Regions from separate parts of the Mus musculus genome. Here region 2 is linked to region 1. A link is a contact called in public HiChIP or PLAC-seq data. All regions are on one chromosome and are shown on one strand. Each heading gives the region's core, a stretch centred on a gene start, on an enhancer-like site or on the middle of the called end of the contact. The rest is flanking DNA. Distances are from core to core; before and after follow the strand shown. Region 1 has its middle 14 kb from the start of Gm52919. Region 2 overlaps Tspan9 (tetraspanin 9).

Evidence for each region. HiChIP or PLAC-seq counts read pairs in DNA pulled down with a chosen protein or histone mark.
Region 2: a contact with region 1 is called in an HNF4G HiChIP or PLAC-seq map of pancreatic cancer cells. The contact joins two enhancer-like sites. A contact is called at or near these places in 1 of 484 Hi-C or Micro-C datasets (the HL-1 cell line) and 1 of 115 datasets of contacts at active chromatin or transcription factors (pancreatic cancer cells).

Annotation. Positions count from the first base shown.
Region 1 is chr6:127,333,070-127,338,102 of GRCm38.p6, reverse strand. No RefSeq gene overlaps it. Among named protein-coding and RNA genes, the nearest start is that of Gm52919, 14 kb to the right of the region's middle. Within about 2 kb of position 2,447, at least 136 of the 459 cell types and tissues checked have an H3K27ac peak or open chromatin away from gene starts, as enhancers often do. A contact at or near this core is called in the HL-1 cell line and pancreatic cancer cells, where this site is marked.
Region 2 is chr6:127,988,899-127,993,931 of GRCm38.p6, reverse strand. The region is part of intron 1 of Tspan9 (tetraspanin 9); the gene reads left to right. Among named protein-coding and RNA genes, the nearest start is that of Tspan9, 44 kb to the left of the region's middle. Within about 2 kb of position 2,186, at least 117 of the 459 cell types and tissues checked have an H3K27ac peak or open chromatin away from gene starts, as enhancers often do. A contact at or near this core is called in the HL-1 cell line and pancreatic cancer cells, where this site is marked.

The DNA of each region.
Region 1 (5,033 bases), core at 1,198-3,697:
TAAACAAGTAAGCAACGAACAGGCAGGAACGATTTCATATTTATTCTAGACTACAACATAACTTCATGGTGACAACCCAGAATAGAAGTTTCGAAAGCAAGCTGTTGCATGCTGACCAATCCAAGGGAGTCAAGATCTTCCTTTGTCTCCTCTGCAAAAGCTCTGCCAGCCGCAGCCATTCCTGCCTGTAGGCAGAGCCTAGAAGTTTCCAATTGCCTGCCTCTGTTTCCCCATGCCAGTTCAGAACGCACCCAGATCGCTTCCTTGCCATCTGGATAGCATTCTCTTCGAGGGCACTTTGTGAAAGAACTCAGCTGTAGGTGGGAATGAATGTTGCGAGTTTCTCAATGGACTGGAATTGTAAATCACTCTGAAGTTGGGATGAAACCCTAGGAGCTGTGCCATGCAAACCACAACTCCCTAAACCTCTGTAAAAATTGCCCTGAACCCCCTGGAGAGCTGGCAGGGCGTTCGTTTTTTGTTGCTTGGCACTTGGCTGCTCGGGTTCTGGCTGAAACTCAGCAGCCCAGAGGCTTATAAACACTTACAGCCTCAAAGCCTAAGCCCTAGACAAGAATGCCTCCCGGACCCCTGGATACTTTCCCTTCAGCCTCTGAAGCAAAAGGAAACCCCTCGGGCTCGCGGCGATGGCGGCGGGGGCAGGGGTGGTAAGCAGGGAAATACAGCTGGCACTGGCTCTCCGGTGAGCCTTGGTCCCATCCTTCCTGCGCTCTCGAAGCAGATCCTAGGATCCATACTTGAATTTGTCCATCAGCGGGGCTAGGGACCTTGACTGCAAGTCTTTGCAGTTGTGCTAGGGAATACTGGAGGCCAAGGCCCTTGGGCCTGGGAGGCTGCAGATGGAGCTCACAGGAAGCTTTGAAGTTCTGAGCAGGACGGGGGAGGCGTGGGAAGTGAGACGTCTGTTTCCCCGAGTTCCCAGGAGGCGAGATGTCTCTCTGTTATCTTATAGGCCTCAGCATAGCCTAAAGGTGCTGGCTAAAGCCAGTCTTGGCCCTGAGTAAATCAGGCCAGAACCAAAGAACACACTTGAATGGAAGTGGAAAATTAGCCGCTATGCAGGAGAAAGCCTCCTCTCCAAATATATATGCATCAAAGTGTACCCCTGTCTAGCTGGGACAGGAGCCATGAAAATGCAAATGTGGGTTTTGAGAATGCTAATGTTGGAAGTGGAGAACAAAGCGGAGACAGACTTCTTGGGGCCAGGCAGAGGGCCCCAGGGCAGGATGTGGGAGCCAGTGGGGGCAGGGATGAAAGGGGGAAGGAAGCGGTGTGAGGGGCCTGGAGATGAGAGAACAGCGGGAGCCTGGCAGGGCTGAAAGACTAGAAAGAAGGGAGTGTAGAGAGGACGGGCCCAGAGGACCTGACCGCTGACCGCTGACCTGAGGCCATGGGCCCAGGAAACAGGAGGGGGACTTGAGGGAACCATCTCAGAGTGGCAGCCCAGCGGGGTGGGATGTGCCTAGAGGTCAAGGCTTGGAGCAAGAGACGACAGAAGGTCCCGGGTTTCGTTAAAAGCCAGGAAACAGGAGGCAGGCTCTGCTTGGGCGCAAGAGGTATAAAAGAAGGTGCTACAGTCCAGTGCTGTGCCAAAGCCAGGCTGGATTGGTGCCGTTGCACCTAGAGCTGCATCACGTCCTATGCTTGCAGATGGAAGACTGCCTTCTCAGAGTCCTGAGATGCAGAGCTCAGTGGCTACTATGAGGCTGGACGAGTGTAGAGTTTGCATTGCAGATGGAGGACTGCCTTCTCAGAGTCCTGAGATGCACAGCTCAGTGGCCACTATGAGGCTGGACGAGTGTAGAGTTTGCTTCCTGGATGCTTGGTGGTACCTTTGAAGGTGAAGCAGCGGCAGCCCAGGGCTTCATAATGCAAGCCACACCCACCTGTGGAGGCCTGATGAGGCTCCCTTCCCATTCAGTGTAGAAAACCAGCACATGCCTCTTCAGGCAAGCTGCCCCCCCTCTCCCACAGGTGCTGCTGTGAGCCCTCTGATACGGAGAAGTCTAACCACTATAGCCTCGTGATTAGATCCCTGGAGTAGGTTATGGGACCCCAGAGAGATTAAAGTGTGGTCAGAGGTACCAGACTCCCCTCCATTTGGGGAGTGAGTGGCTACTTCTGTTGGAAGAATGGATCCAGGTGATGTGCTTGACCTGGGGACCTTGTTCATCACATCCTTTCTCAGATGCACCCAGTGCGGTCCTGGCTTACAGATCACATTCAGTAAATCACTCCTGAGCCACTGAGTCTTCCCATGTGGCTAAGAGTAGTAGTGGCCCGCTCTCTCTGCACCCTCTAGGGCTTGGCCCAACACCTGTTGAATGAATGCTTGGGTGAATGAGTCCATTCATCGGAGAGTCTGGGGCCAGGCACAGGGCAAGGCAGTGAGAATACACAAGGGAATACGATATGATCCCCATCCCTGCCCTTGCGCAACTCCTTGGCCTCGTGAATGAATAGAAGAAAGGGAGTATGAATGGAAACTGTGGGAAGGGCCAAGCCCTTCTGCTAATTGCTTTATGACCTGGTAGAAAGCTCAGAGATACAGCCTTGTGGTGCCCTGCCCTCTCCTTCTGGCCACGCTTGGCTGCATGCAGTATAGATGAGTGGCCAGCAGCAGTCTGGATCTCAGAGCTTCCAACAGGTGCTTTTGTTCATAGAAAAGGGGTATCCACTACCCTGCTTTTCTTCACACAATTCTGGCAGAGAGTGGGGGAATGTTGGCACGGTCAGTTCATGAAGAAAAATGCACCCTAGAGGTTCTCTTGGACCCAGTGACTATTAGAGACCATAGAGGCAGCAGAACACAGCCCTGTGCATGTGGGTGCATGACTCTGTGTGTGTGTGTGTGTGTCTGTGTGTGTCTGTGTGTGTGACTATTAGAGACCATAGAGGCAGAAGGACACAGCCCTGTGCATGACTCTCTCTCTTGTGTGTGTGTGTGTGTGTGTGTGTGTTTGTGTGTGTGTGTGTGTGTGTGTGTGTGTGTGTGTGTGTGTGTGTGCTCGCGTGTATAGCTACTTGGTCCCAAGCAGCTTAGGGAACTCACTATGATTTATGCTGAGGCCCAGAGCTATCCCAAGTTCCACCTTTTCAGGAGGAACTGAAGTTGCCAGAGGTCAGTAGAAGGGGGTTCAAAAGCCGGGCGTGGTGCCGCACACCTTTAATCCCAGCATTTGGGAGGCAGAGGCAGGCAGATTTCTGAGTTCGAGGCCAGCCTGGTCTACAAAGTAAGTTCTAGGACAGCCAGGGCTATACAGAGAAATCCTGTCTCGAACCCCCCCCCCCAAAAAAAGAAGGGGATTCAAAGAAAGTATTGAATCTTAAAAGATGGGCATCTTTCCGAAATGCAGAACACATACCTTTTCAGTTTGCAAGTCTCATGACTTCTGAGGTCACACTCAGAGAGCAGGTGATTAATTCTCTCTGTAGCCTTGAGGTAGCTCAGGTGCCCCTACCCTCTCTCTGAGTGTGTGTGTGTGTGTGTGTGTGTGTGTGTGTGTGTGTGTGTGTGTGTGTGTGTGTGGTGTGTTTCCCCAGAAATTGAAAGTGAAACAGACTTAGGAGCATGACTAGGGCTCAGACTGAACTATACGCTGGAGAGAGCAAGATTGGCCCATAGCCTGTGAGCAGAACCTGGCAAGGCGTCAGTGACATGGGGTCACATGCGAAGAACCTGTAAAACGGAAAATGCCCCGCTCACCACACCCTCTCTACCTGCTTTGCCCAGAGTCCAGACTGCAGGTGGCAAACACCTAGTGTAAACACAGTGAGCACCCGAGAGGCCAGGAGTTATCTCTTCCTGAGCACTTAGTCCAAGACAAAGGCCAAGACACCCTTACCAGACATCTCAAGCAGGTAGCGACATGAGATAACCAGTAGATTTTCCAGAAGGGAAAGATTGCGAGAAAATTTGCTGCATTGGTCAGCCTTACAGCCCCACGGACCCATGGGTACTCTGTAATCCAGACCGGAGGGAAATGAGCGTACCAAATACCTACCAGTCTCCTTAGGTGCTGGTAGAACAGAAGTTCTCAAACTGTAGGTCGAGAACCTTTTAGGGGGGTGCATATCAGATATCCTGCATATTAGATATTTACATTGCGATATTTACATTTATAGTAGCAAAAGTTAGTTATGAAGTAGTAATGAAATAATTGCATGGAGGTAGTGGGGTTCATCGTAACATGAAGGGATAGAGAGCTACTGTGGTGGTAAGAGCTGGGCTTTCCGATCCAGCATACACATTTTCCTGGAAGGAAATGGAGATGGGGGATGAGGACAATGGCTTCGAAGGCCCTTCCATAGGGAGGAATTCCCTGCCATGCTCACATGGTTCCGGATCCCATTAGGTCTCCCCTCCCACCCTGTCTGCACACCTCTGCTCTGACTCTCACCCTGCTTCACTCACACCGCGTGCCAAAGGGAGCGATTTTAAAATACAATCATACCATATTTATTTATGTGGTGAGTGTGTACATGCCTGTGTGTGTGTGTGTGTGTGTGTGTGCGCGTGCGTGCATGCTTGCGTGCGTGCGTGCGTGCGTGTGTGTGTGTGTGTGTGTGTGTGTGTGTGTGTGTAAGCACAATCCAGCACAGGCTTGTGTGTATGTGTGTGGTGCTGGGGCTAGAACCAGGGCACCATGAATTTTAAGGAAGCATTGCTCTCAGGATCATAATGGAGAACTCATCCTACATACTGCTGCAGGACCTTGGGCCTCTTTGGCCTTTCCTCTCCATCTCTTTTCTACAGACAGGCTGGCCTTCTCAGCTCCTTATTTGTACAAGATCCTCCTGCCCCTGGTTTTTGTTGTTGTTGTTTTGTTTTTTGGTTTTTTTTTTTGTTTTTTTTTAAGATTTATTTATTTATTTATTTATTTAACATAAGTACACTGTAGCTGTCTTCAGACACACCAGAAGAAGGCATCAGATCTCATTACACGTGGTTGTGAGCCACCATATGATTGCTGGGATTTGAACCCAAGACCTTCGGAAGAGTAGTCAGTGCT
Region 2 (5,033 bases), core at 937-3,436, 660 kb before region 1:
TATCCTACGGCCTCTGAGAAGCATTAGAGACTGTGCAACCTCTACTTAACCATGCCAGGGCTCCTCTGTCTCCTGTGCAGTTCTTCCCTCTAGAAAGCTAAGGTTTCCAGATGAAGCCTTGACCCACAGTCCCAAGCTTCTTCAGGGTCGGACCCTGGATTCTTGCCTGCTGGGGACCTCTGGGTGTCAGTTTCAACAGTAGGCCCTGTTGGGGACAGTTGACCCCAAATAGTGTCCTCTAAGGTAACAGATCCTCACTTGAGGCTGTTTAATGTCTTGTGGCTTCATCTTCTTGACCCAGACTCTTCCCCTTCCTCAAGAGGCTGTCAGCCACAAAGGCCTGGGTCTCTAAAGATGAGTAAACTAGCTTTCTCTTTTGTCCCAGTCTGAACAGCCTCTCACCATTTCCTCCAGGGCTCCAGATACTTCAGGAGCTGGGATGCTGAACGCCTCACCTTCTGCCTGTTTGTCTAGCTTGTAGGAGGCCAGGTCACAGCCGTGGTCTTGGGTTCTAGCCCTCCCCAGATGGTATGGGGTAGACAGATCCCAGGAGCAGAGAGGCAGCTGGTGGCATGGCTGTCCCTTCCCAGAAGCCACCAGGCAGTGTGTGCTTTGGGAGGAGTGCTGGCAAGTCCCTCTCACCGCTGCACCCGACCCTGTGCCGCAGGCAGACAGTCAACATCGGTGGCAGTGGGGCCCTCCAGATGGTGAGCCCCCCAGCAGCCCCCTGAAGGGGACCATGTGGCTGATAGTCTCTTTAGTCACACTTTGAAAGCCAAATGATGAGAAAGGACCAGCAGGAGCCAGGTCCCACGGACGCCAACAGCGCAGAAGGCAAGCATGTGGTCCACTAGATTTGTACCACCAGGACCTTCTTCCCGCCAGTTGGGAGCCCTAAGGGTCTTCCTTTCCAGGGCTCTGTTCCTCATTCCTTTGGAGGGCTGTGAGCCCAGCCTGGCCTCGCAGCAGGAAGCCCTGAGCTCCAGTGACACCAAACACTCATTTCTACTCTGCACCTCGGTTCCTCCATTCTGGGTATCCCTGACTTCTAGAGGCCACACTGCTCTTAGAAGAAGCCATAGGATGTTCATGCTGTAGAGTAATTTCTGTATAGACGCTAAGAGATCCTGAGATGAAGAGATGAAGACACTGCCAGCGTCCTTAGGTACCACTCCACTCCCCTCCATCCCCAGGAGGTCCTATGCCTTTGTTTCCTGCTGGCAGCGCCTGGTTCTGGAACTCTTCAACACTCTGATTGGGCCATCCTTGAGCTGCCAGGCAGGCAAGCAAGCAAGCAAGCACGCAAGCAGACGCCTGGACCAAAGCACATTTCTTGCACCTGCCAGTTTGGTAGAGTGATCTGGAAGATGCCAGGCTCATTTCTGCCTCTCAGGGCTTGGCCAAGGGAGGTGCAGAGGCCAGGGAGGATGTCCTTAGAGCAGTTCCTGGGCCTCCATCCTCAAAGTAGAAAGGGAGCATTGACTTCTGCCACAGGAGAGAAATAGTTTTCAGTTTTCTTTTTCTCAAAGCATTTGCGTGTTCCAGCAGTGGAGCAAGGGACATTGGGTCCCAGCCTAGCTGAGGTGGAGGGACGTGGAGAAAGGTGGGGTATGATGTATCCTCAACTTGCCACACGAGCTCAGAACACCTCCCTGGGCCATGGTGACCTGTAAATTGAGCAGGGTGGGAAAGGGCCATCTGCTGGTTCTCCCATGATGGGTGTGTCCACGCTCCCTTCATAGAGCCTGTGCCATCAGCATGGTGACAAGCCTCTTGCCTTCATGAAAAGCCGGCTTGCCCTTTGCTTGTGTTCAGATGGTGTTGGCTGGCTTCGTGAGAAGCCTGAGGTTATATTTTGAGATCCGCTAGGCAGGGTTGTGTGGTTCTTCTCGTTGTCCGTGGTTGTGCACACTTTGATCCAGTCCCCCACCACAGTAGAGTCGCCCCGTGGCTCACGTCTACAGCTTTCTTGAGGGTGTCTGGTGTGTTTCCTGTATGAAATGATTTCCTGTTCCTGTCAGAGCACCCAGAACTGAGAACCTCTGACCTTCTCTCTGTCAGCCATGTGCTGTGCATCCAAGATTGTCCCGCTGGTTAGAGAAGCCAGGAGCTCTGTCTCATCCCTGCTCTGTCACCCAGGCCAGCTTGCTCATGCTGAGGCCAGCTTGTTGGCAGTCAAATACACTGTCTTAAGAGGGTGGATCAAGGACCATATCTGTGACTCAGAGCCTTTCCTGGTGCCATGACATAGCCCTTGAGGTATGTGAAGCTGGGCTCTTAGCCTTCCGTGCCTGCTGTAACCTTCCAGGTCTGGGGAATACCCAGGTTGATAACAGTGCATGTTAGGCTGCCCAGGAGAAGGGGCCTGGGCCTGGGAGTAGCGTTGGGGAGAAAGCAGGAGAAAGCTGTTCACACCTGAACTTTTCTCTTCTCTCCTTCCCCCTCCTACGTCTGGGCTTTGGGGGTCATCTTAGATCTAGGTGCAGAACTAGTACATACCTGTGCCTGGGCTAACTTCCAGAGCCCAGGGGGTAGAGATGAGAAAAAAAATGTTCTGTGTGAGGGTCCCTGGTTGTAAGAAAGAGGAGGGGACAGGCTGGTTGTGAGTAACTGATCTTGAATGATGGACAGGCTCGAGATAAAGGAAAGGATGTTGGTTCTTTCTTTGCTTTATTCTTTTCTTCTTAGGGATTTTTTGAGACAAGGTCTCAGTACGTAGCCCAAACTTGACTTGAATTCAATTCCCTTCTGCCTCAGTTTTCTAAGTGCTGGGATCATAGGTGTGTACCACCACGCCAGCAGGAAGTCGGTGCTTAAAAAAATAAAAGTTCACATCTGAATATAAATCTAATGTGTAAGGAAGAACTGAGGGGGATAAATCAGTGGACATTAAAATCCTCCTCTCCACCCCCCCCCCCGCCACCCCCAATTCTGTTCTCCTGAGCGAGCCGCTGCTCACTTGTTGGTGTTAATAGAGATGTGAAGGAGATTCTTCAGTTACAAAGGACACTAGCTTAAAAGATGGGGACCCCGGGCAGTGATTTTTCATATACCCCAGGAGTCCTGGGTCAGTCAGCACCACACATAGTCTCAGAGTACAGAGGTGGGTGAGCCGGGGAACCAATGGTAGAATACAGAAATGCAGAGTAAGAGGTGGCTGGGGCCAGAGCAGCTCCTGTCCAGAAAGAGAGCCCTGGGCTTTCCTTAGACCCCCTAATGGCAGGGCCCCCTGCTTAGCTAACACGTTGATTTGCTCTGGTCTCTGGGCAAGAGAAGTTAAGTCATTTCTTGCCTCATAGGTTTTATCGCTTGGTCCCTGTTCTGTCCTCTGGGCTTCATGGAGGATGCACAGCCTCCGCAAACTGCTGCCTCGTTCACACACCTAAAACCCACCCACAAGGCTGATGGATCAGTAAGTGTAGTCCTTGCCACACAAGCCTGAGACCCTGAGCCGTGCTGCCCAGCACTCATGTGCAAAGTACAGTGAGACACTTTGTGGTTTTGACCCAAGCACCAAGAGTCTGGGACAGGACCAGCCAGCCTAGCCAGATCAGTGACCTCCAGCTTCCGAGTGACCCTGCTTCAGAAAATAAAGTGGGGTGCAATCGAGAAAGATGTGCAAGATGGCTCTCTAGCCTCTACTACTCAGACACACACATACAACCCCGCCTCTTGTTCCTTGCCGTACCTCCATGCTTTCAGGCCTGCCACTCGGATTCCCACATGGGCACTATTATCCCTGTGCCCTCTAGGGCCGGTCCGGTGTGACTGGAGAGGGCGGGGCTGCTGGCTAGGCTTTCGGAGCAGGTGAGGCGTAGTACCCTGTTAGAGGGTATGCGGTGGCAGCAAGAAAGGGAAGCCCATTCCAGGCCGAGGAATGGCAAGCAGGCAGGAATGTTTATCCACGGCAGGTGCACACTGTGAGCTTCTGCTGGGGCCAGGAGAAACCCCAGCCCCCTGGGCTCCCCCCTAGTCCCATGCCCTTATATGGCTGTCCTTATATAGCTGCCCTGCACTCCAGGACAGGGACAGAGCCCCTCCTACTGTACACCCAAGGCTCGGGCCAAACCCAGGATAGGCTTATCATCACAGCCGGAGTCAGCTGTTGGTCTGGGAAGCCTTCTCGAGTCCAGCATTTTGAGATGTGCAGCCAGAAATACAACCCTCCTGCTTGGCAAGAGTGTAGGATTTTGGCAGGCTGCCTCATGGCCTATTTTAGACTGAAAAGAGCAGAGAGAGGTACTTCTCAGGCTCAAGCCAGGACCCTCCCTGGGCTAAGTGGGCTGCTAGGGCCTTGTTTTCCCCTCCAAGAGGGAGAGGGTCAATGATGAGAGCTGGGGCTATTTTAGGGTGACCACAAAGAAGGATTTCAGAATTTCATGGCAAGAACTGGAGTTTAGAGAGCTGGTTGACCCCAGGGTGTATAATGGGGGCACGCAAGCACGTACGTGGAATGTGTAGAAAACAGGCTCACTGGCCTGTTCTGCCTTCCAGAGGTGCCCTGTGACCTCAGGGGATGGTTTATTTGCTACAAGGCTACCCTGAACAGACAGCAGTCTCTAAGAAAACCAGTCAAAAGAGGCCAGAGACACGGGAATAGAGGCCATTCTGTGGCTGACAGGTGCCTGCTGGGTCGGTGAACAAAGTAATGACGGTGACTCATGAGACACAGAGTTGCCTGCAGCTTCACTTTAGACTCTGGAGCTGAGCAGATGAACTCCTCACAAGCCCCTTCATCTGAGTAGAAGGGACAGATGGTGGAGATGCCCTCTGTGGGCTACAGCGAGGGAAGCCGAAGCCCGCTAAAGGCTGTGTGGTATGCAGCCTACGCGGTAGGGCAGGCACCTGATGTGGTGCCACAGCTCAGGAGGCTACCAGGAGGGACTAGGGTGGGAGAGCACACCTCGTCACCACTCCCCATCACTTCCTCCGGGACCTTTTTTCAGAGATGGGATGGATACTAATGATGTTGGCCATGGATATTCATTCAGGAAGAGGAATAAAAAGAGTTCAGCTCTCAGGGGCAGTGCGTT